2 separate regions of the Rattus norvegicus genome follow, and region 1 is linked to region 2. Evidence: chromatin contacts called from public Hi-C data. All regions are on one chromosome and are shown on one strand. Each heading gives the region's core, a stretch centred on a gene start, on an enhancer-like site or on the middle of the called end of the contact. The rest is flanking DNA. Distances are from core to core; before and after follow the strand shown.

What was found. A called contact is a pair of places that touch in the nucleus more often than the background predicts.
Region 1: a Hi-C map of liver shows a contact between it and region 2, with 4 times the contacts expected there. The contact joins two enhancer-like sites. A contact is called at or near these places in 3 of 12 Hi-C or Micro-C datasets (the A7r5 cell line, Schwann cells and liver).

The regions. Positions count from the first base shown.
Region 1 is chr18:71,400,735-71,406,457 of GRCr8, reverse strand. All of the region lies in intron 10 of Ctif (cap binding complex dependent translation initiation factor), which reads left to right. Among named protein-coding and RNA genes, the nearest start is that of Smad7, 140 kb to the right of the region's middle. Within about 2 kb of position 1,512, at least 54 of the 93 cell types and tissues checked have an H3K27ac peak or open chromatin away from gene starts, as enhancers often do. A contact at or near this core is called in liver, where this site is marked.
Region 2 is chr18:71,023,406-71,029,289 of GRCr8, reverse strand. The region is part of intron 13 of Dym (dymeclin); the gene reads right to left. Among named protein-coding and RNA genes, the nearest start is that of Dym, 150 kb to the right of the region's middle. Within about 2 kb of position 4,614, at least 5 of the 93 cell types and tissues checked have an H3K27ac peak or open chromatin away from gene starts, as enhancers often do. A contact at or near this core is called in liver, where this site is marked.

The sequences.
Region 1 (5,723 bases), core at 263-2,762, 380 kb before region 2:
CTCCTTTCTGTATGGTTCACGAAGGCAAGAAAAAGAAATGGTGGATTCATTGGGCTGTCCCTTTTCTGGCAGGGATGTGGGGGGGCTAGAGGCTGAAGCTGGATCGCTCTGGATGGCAGGGAGGGTCTGCAGGTAGCTGGGGTACTCTTGTGTCTTTGAGCAGCCTGAATAGTTAGGGCACATCAAGTCTGCAGAAGGCCCGAGGAGGCAGATAATTCCCTCAGAGGACCCTGTTCCTTTTGTTACCAGCTTGTACACATCTTTAACGACTCTCTTCCCAAGCCCCCAAGGCTAAGCCTATACTGTAAGACGAACTAGAGACAGTCAGTCAGACGGACAGACAGCAAGAACTGTGCACCCTTAATGATTGGAGGCCATTGGGGTATTCACACAAGCAGCCTGAGCTGCCCAGACAAAGAGCTGCCTTGTCCAAAGCTGTGGCCCTGCCTTTTATTTTTTTTTTTTTACAACCCCCACTGCTATGCGATTTGTCGTGACCTCGTACATCGAGGTGGCCGTGGCTGCATTTCAGAAGGATGTTAAGTGGCTCGGGGCTCAAAACTGGGAAGATCAGAAGGGGTTTTACTCGAGGGTGAGGGATGCTACACATTACACACACACACACACACACACACACACCTCAGTAGCCTTCACTTGTTAGCATATATCTTCTCCCTGTAAACTTGGCCGCCCACCACAGACACCTTGGCTCCTCTGCCTGATAAAGGGGAAGTTCTCGTGCCGGGCACTTGAGCATACACTGATATGGGGTGCGGGTCTTGCTGCCGGCTCCCCATGCTTCCTCTCCCTGTCCAGACAGAAGGGGCAGTGGGAGCTGGTTGATAGGAAAGTCCCAGAGGGGCAAACTGGCCAGGGGCCAGCTCAGCTTGAGAAGCATCTATTGAGCTCCCTGTGTATGACTGGGGACAGAGTACTCTGTAGGACCCAAGAAAGGAGGGACGTTCAAGCCAGCAACCCTTCCATGATCCTGTTCCCTCTGTGATCCCACCCCTCCACTGTCTGGCCCGGTTTTCCTACACTTAGATCTCAGAAAGCCAAGCAGCCAAAAAAAAAAAAAAAAAAAAAAAAAAATGCTCCCTAGGGGAAGTCACTAAAGGCAAACCCACCCTGTCATGAAGTTCCTTTTCTCTTTCTTGCTGTCAGTCTCCCCAGTCAGTGACCCTAAAGGGCTCGCTTGCAAAAGTTTGTTCTCTGGACTTTGTGTTTTCCCCATCTGCTCTACCGTCCTAGCTCCTGCTGGCTCAGACCCCAGCGCCAGCCCCTGTCTGTCCCTGCAAACACAAGTCAGCTGTGTGTGCAGACAAAGCTCAAAACTCCGTGGGGGCTGGGCCAAGCAGAAGGGACATTTCCAGGGAACTCTGGGGGCAATGGCTGGGAGGGCAGAGGCAACCGTCTGATTAGCAGGGACTCGGCGGCACAGTCTAAGGCAGAGAGGGTGCGGGGGCCTTGGCTGGTCCCCAGGGGCCAGTGGCTGTGGGTGGTGACCAGGGGAGGCAGCCAGGCTGGAAGAAATCGGCTGTTTGAGAAGTGGAGGAAACCGGCTGGAGCGGAGAGATAACAGCGTGTTCTCTGTGTGTCTGTGTGCGTCTGCGTCTGCCGGCGAGGGCGACTGGAGCCAGGCGGTCTGAGGCCGTATCTAGTGAGATTTTTGTCCTGGGTTGTGAAAGTGACCCATGGAGCCAGCAGCAGGGTTCAGGGCCTGGGAGAGAGGACACGTGTCCCTGGCCTCCTCCCCATGTCTTGTGCTGGTCTCCCCCTTGCTCCCTTGGTCAAAGAGTAGAAGGCAGGGGAGGGGGAGGTTGGCAGGGGTGGGCAGCATCCTTAATACAGAGGAAATGGTAAAAAAAAAAAAAAAAAAAAAAGGCCCAGCTTTCAGCTTGATTGAGCCACTCGTTTGACGTATGAACTTGAATACTTCCCCTAATATTTCTGGCTGTCGCGGTCTCCTTGACTATAAAATGGGATTATTTATACCTTCCCCTGCATTGCCCACCAGGTGGTTGGAAAGTTCTTACGAAATAAGGGTGTGAAAATGGTTGGTAAATGGTAGAGTGCCACATGCAAAAACTCAAAATGATGGGCACAGCTATCTCCCCTGGTCTGCTTAGGGAAGACTTGGTCAGAGCACCTTGCCATGGGAGGCAGAGGAGGGAGTGCCAGATATGGACCCTGAGGCTCCCAAGAAGGTGACTCCATCAGTAACGAGGCAGGAAGGGATTTCTCCCTGGGTGGGAGGCTCGTTCCTAGGTCGTCCTCCCAGGGAGCAGGTGGCCTGGGTTGAGCATGGACTCCTCCAGGGAGACAAGAAAGCTGAACAAAGACTCACCCGTGGTAGCCAGGGGTCTGCCTGCCCGGGAGACAAATGACAACTGCTCAGAAATGTGGGGAAGCACCTTGCTTTGCTCCCTTAAGCCTCAACTGCCAGGTCACCTTCTCGCTCCACCATGTCCCCGACCTGGAAAGCAGCCAGATGATCTGGAAACTCAGAAGGAGCTGGCAAGAGTGACAAGACTGTGAGTCTATGAGTCTGAGAGAAGCTGAGCTATTTAAAGCATGCAGCGTGGGGCGAGGGGGGAGGGGGGCTGAGTGCCACCTACCCCAGGGGCCTCGCAATAGCTTGCCCTTCCTTGGCCCAGATCCTGTACCACAGGGCATCCACAGGAACATGGGTCAGATGTCCGGGCTCCGAGAAGCTGCAGCTGATATGGCATGAAAGGGCAGCTCAGCCTGGCCTAGGGTTTGGGTCCTTTCTTCTGATCCTCCAGGCTGAACTGATCCAACCACATAGGCGCCTTGGTCTCCTGTGCCTTGTAAAGAAGGCTGGTACTTAGATTCCTGAAGAGGAGTCTAATCCTGCAGTCCCAAATAGAGAGGGGCAGTGGGCAGGAGCAGGAACTTTGCCTGGTTGCCACTTCCTGTTTCTGGGTCAGATTTTGTAACACACTCCAGGTTAATATAATATCATGTACATACACGCACACACACACATACACACACATATGTATATATGTATGGTTATATAATATCACGTAATACATGCACACACGCATATAACACACACATACAACATACACATGTATGTATGTATAGTTAATATAATATGTACATACACTCACACACATTGTATGTATGTATGTATGGTTAATATAATGTCACATACATATACTCACACACATGTATGTATGTATGTTTGTATGTATGGTTAATATAATATCACATACATACACTCACACACATGTATGTATGTATGTATGAACGTATGTATGAATGTTTGTATGTATGTATATGTATTTGATGGCCACTGTCTGGAGTTTTAAGTCCTTAGTCGATATTTTCTCTCTGCAAGTGGCCTTGTCAAATACAAAGTACCACTCGGCCACCCAGGCAGGACCAGCTGAGGGTACCTTAGCAGAGGGCTTTCCACAATCAGCATACAGACCTAAGCTGTTCTTAGGAGAAGTGTACAGAAGTTCACTCATTGCTCTTTCTGGGCAGGGTTGGCCTTTGCTGAGACAACAGGTCTCCTACTGTCTTGGCACTTAACAGCCTTTCTTCTGTGGAGTGATGGATGGACATTTTAAAAGACATTCTTAACACAGTAGAGTCTTGGCAACTCTCAATGTATCAGCCCAAGGAATCATGGAACTTGGGATTCTCGTTCCCAGAACAGCAATTTCCCCATACTCTGCTATCCAGGGCAGGATGGGGCAGGATGCAGCCAGGGGTGCTAGGGTCTGGGCCCCAAAACCCAAGGAAGGCTGTGTGCCCCGGCCCGGTGGTAATTCCAGCTCCGGAGCTAGGATCTCTGCCCAGCCCCACCCCCTGTTCTCTTAGCATGTGGCTTGGGAATCAGCATAACCACTGCATGCGGCATCCTTCATGCTGCTACCGTGCATGCAGTCCCGGGGACCCCAGAGGTGCTATCCATGCTGCTCCTAGTAGCACATGACATGATGACCTCAGAGGTGACATCCTCATATCCATGTCCCTGTGTTCTGCTACCCACATTAGCCAGCTGGCCCCACACAAAAACTCCGCTGGTCTCACCTCGCCTGGCTAATGTACTAACGGACAGCCTTATCCACACGGACGTGTGCCCATTTATCAGGCCAGCACCACTGTGTGGCAGGCAGCATCCTAGTAAGAAACGAAAAGATCTTCTCCCACCCCTGAGGCCTTATAATCTTACGGGACGAGGATACAGAAAGACAAAGCCACTGAGCAGTGTTACAGAGGCATGTGTGAGCGACTCTGAGGATCTCACGGAGACAGAAGGTGACTCACGAGGCGGGTTCTCAGAGATAAGGTGGCTGGTAGTCGGCACCAAATGGAGGGTGCCAAGAACCTATGTGGGAGCCCAGCAACTAAGCACAGTGCTCTTGGGCAGAGGTGGCCAAGCTGAGGGGCCAGAGTCAGGCTGAGAGGATCATTTGCCCTACCAAACAGCAGGAATTAGACCTTTAGGACCCTCCCTGGGCCACTGGCAAAGAGTGTATAATGTGTGACTGACATTAACCAATCTTCCTCTGTGGTAGAATGGAAAGCTAGATAAGGGCTGCTGCCTCCTCTACACATAAGACGTTGCCAGAGGGAACCTGCAAGAACCAGGGTAGGCATAAGCCGCCTCCAACTGAGCAGTGACAGTAGAACCATCCCCAAGGACTCCATTACCATCTGAGAAAGTAGGTAAAGGACCATGACAAAGAAAGGACACCAAGCCAAAGTCACCTAGTCAGGGGACCGAGGTCAGGGATCTACCCAGGAGTGGCAGACTCTGAGTAACTGGTTTTAGGTGAGAAGCCACAAAAGGGTATTGGGAGGTTCCCAGCTCTGGTGTCCGTGGGATCTCTTCTTTGGACATGCACAGACAGCACTCTGAGTGGCAGGACCCGTGGGCAGAGTGGTCACGTACACCTGTGCATGTCTCCTGGGCTCAAGGAGGACACGTTCAGCCTGAGACTTTTATACAGGTCAGTCCCCATGACAAGTGGTCCAGGATCTGAGGGTGAGGATGCTGGGTCTGGAGAGCGGGAATCGCTTGTATGAGGTCCTCCAGAGTCCCTTATGCTTGTCCCCGAACACATCACTCTTCCTCCCTTGCAGGACTGGGTACACCTGGGCATATACTTTATTCCATCATGACCAGAGCAATGCAGCCAGTAAGGAGCCAGCTAGGACAGAGAACCTATGAGGACAAAGGGAAGTCCTGACAGAAAGGCCTCCCCTGCAGCCTGCAGCCCAACCTCCCATGGCAAAACTGGTTCCCACCCTGGGGAATAGAGGGTCGTTTGCCTCTGCTTCAGACGGCCTTTGGACTCTCCGAGCCTAGCAGGGAACAGTGCGAAGGGTCTGGACCGTAGCCACATTCCCGCATAGGTTCAGGTCATAACTCTGCCGCTATAGTGTCCTGTTCTGTCTGTACCAGGGCCCTTCACCTGCTTCTCACATGATGATAGAGCTGACAGGAATTAAAGCAGTGCCTGACACATTGTAAACACTCAATAAATACCCAGGGTTCGGGGGATTGACGGTTGTCATTGTGCTGTCCCTCAGTGCTGAGCAGACACCAGATAAGGCATGCCCCAGTCAGGGACAGGTGAACAGTCTAATTAGCAACTGGGCTGCTTTTCCTTATGCCAGAATTCCCAGCCGACAGAATCCTTGGCTAGAACTCTGAAGGTAAAAGAAAGATGGGGCCAGCT
Region 2 (5,884 bases), core at 3,365-5,864:
AGAAAGGAAACCATGAGGTTCGGAAGGCTGAGCGGTTCTTTCGGGCCTGGCGCCCAGTTTGGAAACTTCAGTGCTTGGGGAACAGAGCCACAGAGCCTGACTATCTGATGTCTTATGACACGCCTGGGAGGCTACCTCCAATAGCTCAAGTGGTCCAGACCTGTGAGCCACCTAGACCCACCTTTCTGCAGCCACGGGGGGCGTACTGGTGGTCCGCTCTGAGAGGGACAGCCCTCAAAGCCCCTCACCTGCCAGGTTGACACTTAAGGCAAGGATGGCCTCAGCCCTACATTCTCTCAACAACCTGAACGAGCTTGAAGCAGCTTCTTCTCAGAGCCTCCCAGTAAGAACCCAGAGAACATTTGGACCTCGGCCTTGTAAAGTCTGGGACAGAGAAAACAACTGAGCTAAACTCCATTCTGTCCTCAGAACGGAGATAGAAACTGTCCTAACCAAGCTGATGGGGCTGAGTATCCAGATGTAGCTGCAAATGGAAACCAGTCAGCACAGGCTCTCCAGGGCAGAACCTCCTCCTCAAGGAACTTCTACCTGGAAAGAAATGGCAGTCTTCCTTATTTAAGGTACTGTGCTTTTCTTCATGGACAGATGGCTCTAACCCTGATGATGCTAGCCGAAGTCCTTTAAGCATGTAATAGTGTCATCACCACCAGCTAAAAACAATAGAGCTGGACCTGGGCATGGGGACACACTCCTTTAATCCCAGCAGTTGTGGAGGCAGAGGCAGGTGGATCTAGCTCTGTGAGTTCAAGGCCAGCATAGTCTATACAGCAAGTTCCAGCTGCAGCTACGTAATAGAGAGATCTGCCTTTAAAAAAACAAACAAACAAAAACAACAACAAAAAAGAGACAAAAAAACTAAAAAACCATGCACACACACACACACACACAAACAGAGCTAAAGAAAATATCCTTTCTAGATGGGAAAATTTTTTTAATAAAGATTTAGTGCGAGCACTTAGAAAGCCTTCCGGAAAGTCTATTTTCACTTAAAGACAGGTGCATAATACTTCAAAGAGTATTTAGTCTAAGGCCAAATTTTAAGAACTTCTTTTTAAAATGACATGTGATCATGCTGCCACGCATGTTTGGACCAGTCAGGGTCAGAAGTTACTTATGGGATACCATAAGGCCAATTAGTAGACAGCTTCAAAACAGAAGCAGTGGTGAAGAAGGGAAGAGAGACCGTTTCAAGCAAGTGAAAGAAAAACGTACTTGTTGCTGGGAAGACACGGAAACATTGGAATCATCGCCCACGCTCATCTCTCCATAAGTGCACTATGAAGCTGACAGTCCGTGTAAAGCGGTGTGCAGCGCAGAGCGGCGTGTAGCGTGTGGAGCAGCAGACTAGAGTCATTACTCCTTACAATCTTATAATGAAGGAAATCACCAAGCAACAACTGTTTAAAGAAACCCAATCTTCAACTTCTAAGTGTATCAGGAACATAAAACTTATATAAAACACTACCTGTGGGGCTGGGAATGTAGTCTGGTTGGCAGTGTTTGCATGGAACCACATGATGTCCCTGTGGGTTCTACGCATTTGTAATTGCAGCGCTCAGGGGATGGAGGCAGGAATACCATAGTTCAGCCACCCTCCTCTGTCCAGTGAGCTTGAGAGCAGCCTGAGTTACACTGTTAAAAGAATGTATCTGAAACATCCCTCAGTAGGGAAATATGCTTGCTGCCAAGCCTGCAAATTTTAGTTCAATCCCTAAGTCTCACACTGTAGGAGGAGAGAAGTCACTCCCAGTTGTCACATGTGTGTTGTGTCACACAATTAAATGTGTTAAAAAAAATCATAAACACCATAATATTTAACCATGTTTTCCTTTATGTCTTATTGACATCTCAAGGATCACTCTGAATTGTCTAGAAAGTAAAACTGTAATTTAAACCCTTTGGAGGCTGGGGATGTGGCCCATGGAGAGCCCCGGCTTGGCCTGCTGAAGGTCAGCGCACTAGAACTCCCAAGGGGGAGGAGGACAGGGTCTGAGGAAGAGAGCAAATGAGACTTCAAAACCCACTAGGAAGGACAGGCAGTGGTTGCTTTCCTGCCAGTGTGGTCTGTGAATACACTGAACATATGTGACAAAGCACGCGGACAGCCATTTTCAGTCACGCTACTGGTATTCAGAAGCACTAAGTTTCATCGATTGCGTCCCAGCCTAAGTAAACCAGTATGTGGAAGAAGAAACTCTGGAACAACAACTCAGAGAGAAAGAGAGGCCAGGGTATATGCTAAATGCAAGCCTTTTAACCCATCAGTGGAGGTAGATTAGTAGAATATGGAGTGACTGCCCCTAGAGGCGCCTGCTGTCCTGGGCATGAGAGCCCTAACCCCAAAGTAGGAGATCGATACAGCATGCACAACAGTACGTGGGACGGGTTAGACGAGACAGGCATTCTCTCTGTGAATATGCCTCACTCAGCCCAGCAACCTGAAGGATTAGTGGTCGCTCATCCTCAACTTGCTCTTCTCTCGGACTGTGCCCTTCTCTCCTGCTCCTGGCTGAAGCATTTATACCCCTCCGCCCTGAGAGCAGGGCACCGAGCTCTTCCTCCTTACAAAAAGGAACTGTCTTAGAGCCTCTCTTCTGGCATTTTTCTCTTAATAAAATCTTCGGTTAAACTTGGGACCACCACGTTTACACACGGAGCATGAATGAGTCATATCCTGTGGAACTTGCCTATAAAACTCTTCATCTAATATAGACTAGCTTTTACTTAAAACCATGATTAATTGAACAGAAAATTATGTAGAGTAACATATACCATGGGAGCTCGTGGGAGCTGGGAACATTGTTCAGCGCAAAGCACTTGCCTGGCATGTAGAGGAGCTGGACGCTGGACTTCATCCCCCGCACAAGAGTCAAGGGGCTTGGAACTAGTAAGGACCTGCTGGGAGCTGGCTTATCGAGCTTCCCGCTGGTCTGTATTTTCTACAATATACGTATATGGTTCTGCTGTCTATGAACTGCTGGTTTGGAGCAAACATTTACTCTAAAATTATCATTTTATGGCTTGCATTGTTGTGGGTACTTGGAATACAAACAGAGAGCAAAGTGACAACCAATGACCTCCTGGAGTCTACCTGGGAAGAGGCCAATGAGAAATAGCCAGTGTGAAGTCTGGCACTCTACCCACCCCATAACTATTTGTTTTGGTTTCTTGTATATCCTTCCAAAGTTTCTGCATGTACAGACAAATGACTATATTTCTCCCCATATATACACTAAACAGACACAGATAGACAGAGACAGACAGACAGACAGACAGACAGACACACACACACACACACACACACACACACACACACACACACACACACACACTGTTCTCTACCTTGGTGTTTTGTTTGTGGAGGCCTGGGGCTGACAGTCTTTTCCATTTCTCTCCTTATTCACTGTGACAGGATCTTCCAACTGAACCTGGACTTCATTATTTCAACCAGCCCAGCTGGCCTTTAGCTCTGGAGAATTCTGCCATCTCAGAGCTGGAATTACAGTGAGCCCCACATCTAGTGGCATTTATGTGGACGCAGTGGGAGTCTGAACTCCAGTCCTCAGCATCCGCTAAGCCATGTCTCCAGCCACCCATGTCTCACCGTTTCCACATAATGATCCCGTCCCCAACCCTCTTCTCCCCAATGGCACTCCACCTCTCAGTACACTGCCCTGAGCAAACGTGCACTGAGAGAGCTGCAAAGCCTGAAGCCTATGCTTTTGCAGACAGATGAGCACACCACCACCACCACAGCCGGAGAACCCAGAAACAGGTCTGCCTAATGTGACGGGAAATTGCATTTTTTTTTCCTATGTAGAGGAAACTGTGTCTTTAAAAATCGGCTCTTCTCAGCACACCAGCACACAGCCTCTAGGCAAACCAGGCCGTACCCAGGTTCAGGGTACTCACAGGCAGCTGTGGAACTGGGCTGGACTTGGCTAATCAGGTATTTGCTTTTTGACTTCTGAGACAGTACTGAGCGTGACCAGTTCTCTGAAGTCTAACCCACGGCCTGGTGCGCCGCTGCATCAAAGGAAATGCTTGCTGGAAAGAGTGAGATCCCAAAGCTCTTTTCCTTGGCAGCTGTGGTGCGATAGCACCACCAAGGGGAGCTCTGCTGCAGCACCTTATCCAACTTCCTCCCGAGAGGACACCAGGCGGCGGTGGACAGGGAATTAATCCGGCACAGTGAACGGCTGTACTAGGCTTCCAAGCATTCTCCGTGAGCTGAGCCAGCGGAGGGCGCCCTGCCTGAATGAGCATCCAGCCAGCCCTGGCCTGGCCTCCTCAGGTACGTGGTTACTGCACTGCCTGTAATCAAGGCACCTTGGTGCAGGGAGCCTTTCCTTCTCAGAGGAAACAAACACAGGCAAAAGTGTATGGCAAATATGAATCAAGGGGAGAAAAATGCAAAGACTATGAGGTAGAAACAATGCTGTCAGATACTGGTGGAAGTTGCAGGAAAGCAAAGAGCTCCTGCCATTCCTGGGACCCTGCCGCTTGGGAACCTGGCTGCAGTACTATGAGATGCTCACGCTCCAATGGCGAGGTCACCCAGAGAACTGAGGTGTTCCAGTCAACCCTGCAACGGGCCCCTGGCAGAGAGCTGATCGAACCAGTCCACTTGTGCAAGAGACTTCAAGTGCAATGCCATCCAGCCGAGCAATCAATCCCCTGCACTGAGAGGGATCACGACAAGCCCATGTTTTAGGCCACTGTGTAGGCAGGGGGTCCGGGACACAGTAACAGACAACACATGTCTGGCCAGACCAGGGCAAGATGGACAGTAAACTTAAGAACATTTGCCATGCATGGCTCTGTAAGAGCCCACGAGTTCCCCAGAGATTAAAAACGGACTATATATAGCCCCTCTCTATTCCAACTCCCTGATAACTATTTTCTCAATAAATATTTATTAAGTGGAAAAATGAATAATGCATGTATAGCTAAGTATTGATTATATTGACGGGAGGAAGTAAGGACATAACTAATTCAGAGACAGCAGATGTTTAGAGCCTGCAGCGGCCTGCAGCTCACATACTCGCACACACTCCCCTCGTGCTGCCTTCTGAAAGGGCGCTAAAGCACAGGATCTCACTCACGGCCTGGCCCTTGGGCTCTCCAAGATCTCTGAGGACTCCACACCATGCTTTTATCAATGAACACAGACAGATTTTAAAATTGAGAGCAACCTAAAATATGCATTAGTTCATTTAAATTAAGAATGAAAACTTTTTATGTGGACATAAATATTAGTTAATAAAGAATAACTCTCTAGTCATATGAAAATGACTATGAATCTTGCTTCAATGCGTTTACAAAACAGCTCCTAAATGCTGACACACTTACTCCACGGTGTGCTCCAAACCCCACATTTATTACCAGCATCACTGGTGTTACAGTGTCAACATTACCAGGAAGCAAATTCAATTCTGATTTCTGCCGAAAGCTCTTAACTCTGCAACCAACACCCATAGTTGTCCTGTTTGAAGTCATGAGCTCATTTAATTCATTTTAAAGTAAATGCCAGGTTTACATAACCACTGCTACTGGTTTTCTCATGTCAAAATTACATCCATCCAACAAGTGGCTAGTTTTTCGCAAGTATGTGCAGAGGGAAGGCATTGGGTCCTAGCACAGTGTCAGTGGGTTTATGCTAAGGTATGAGGGAAGGCACTAGGCTGTAGTATACTATAAGGCGGGTTTATGCTAAGGGGTGAGGGAAGATACTAGGCCTTAGTACAGTGTGGGTGGGTTTAAGCTAAGGGAAGACATTAGGCCTTAGTACGGTGTATTACGGTATGCTAAGGCCTGAGGGAAGGCATTGGCCCTCGTAGAGTGTGGGTGGGTTTACACTAAG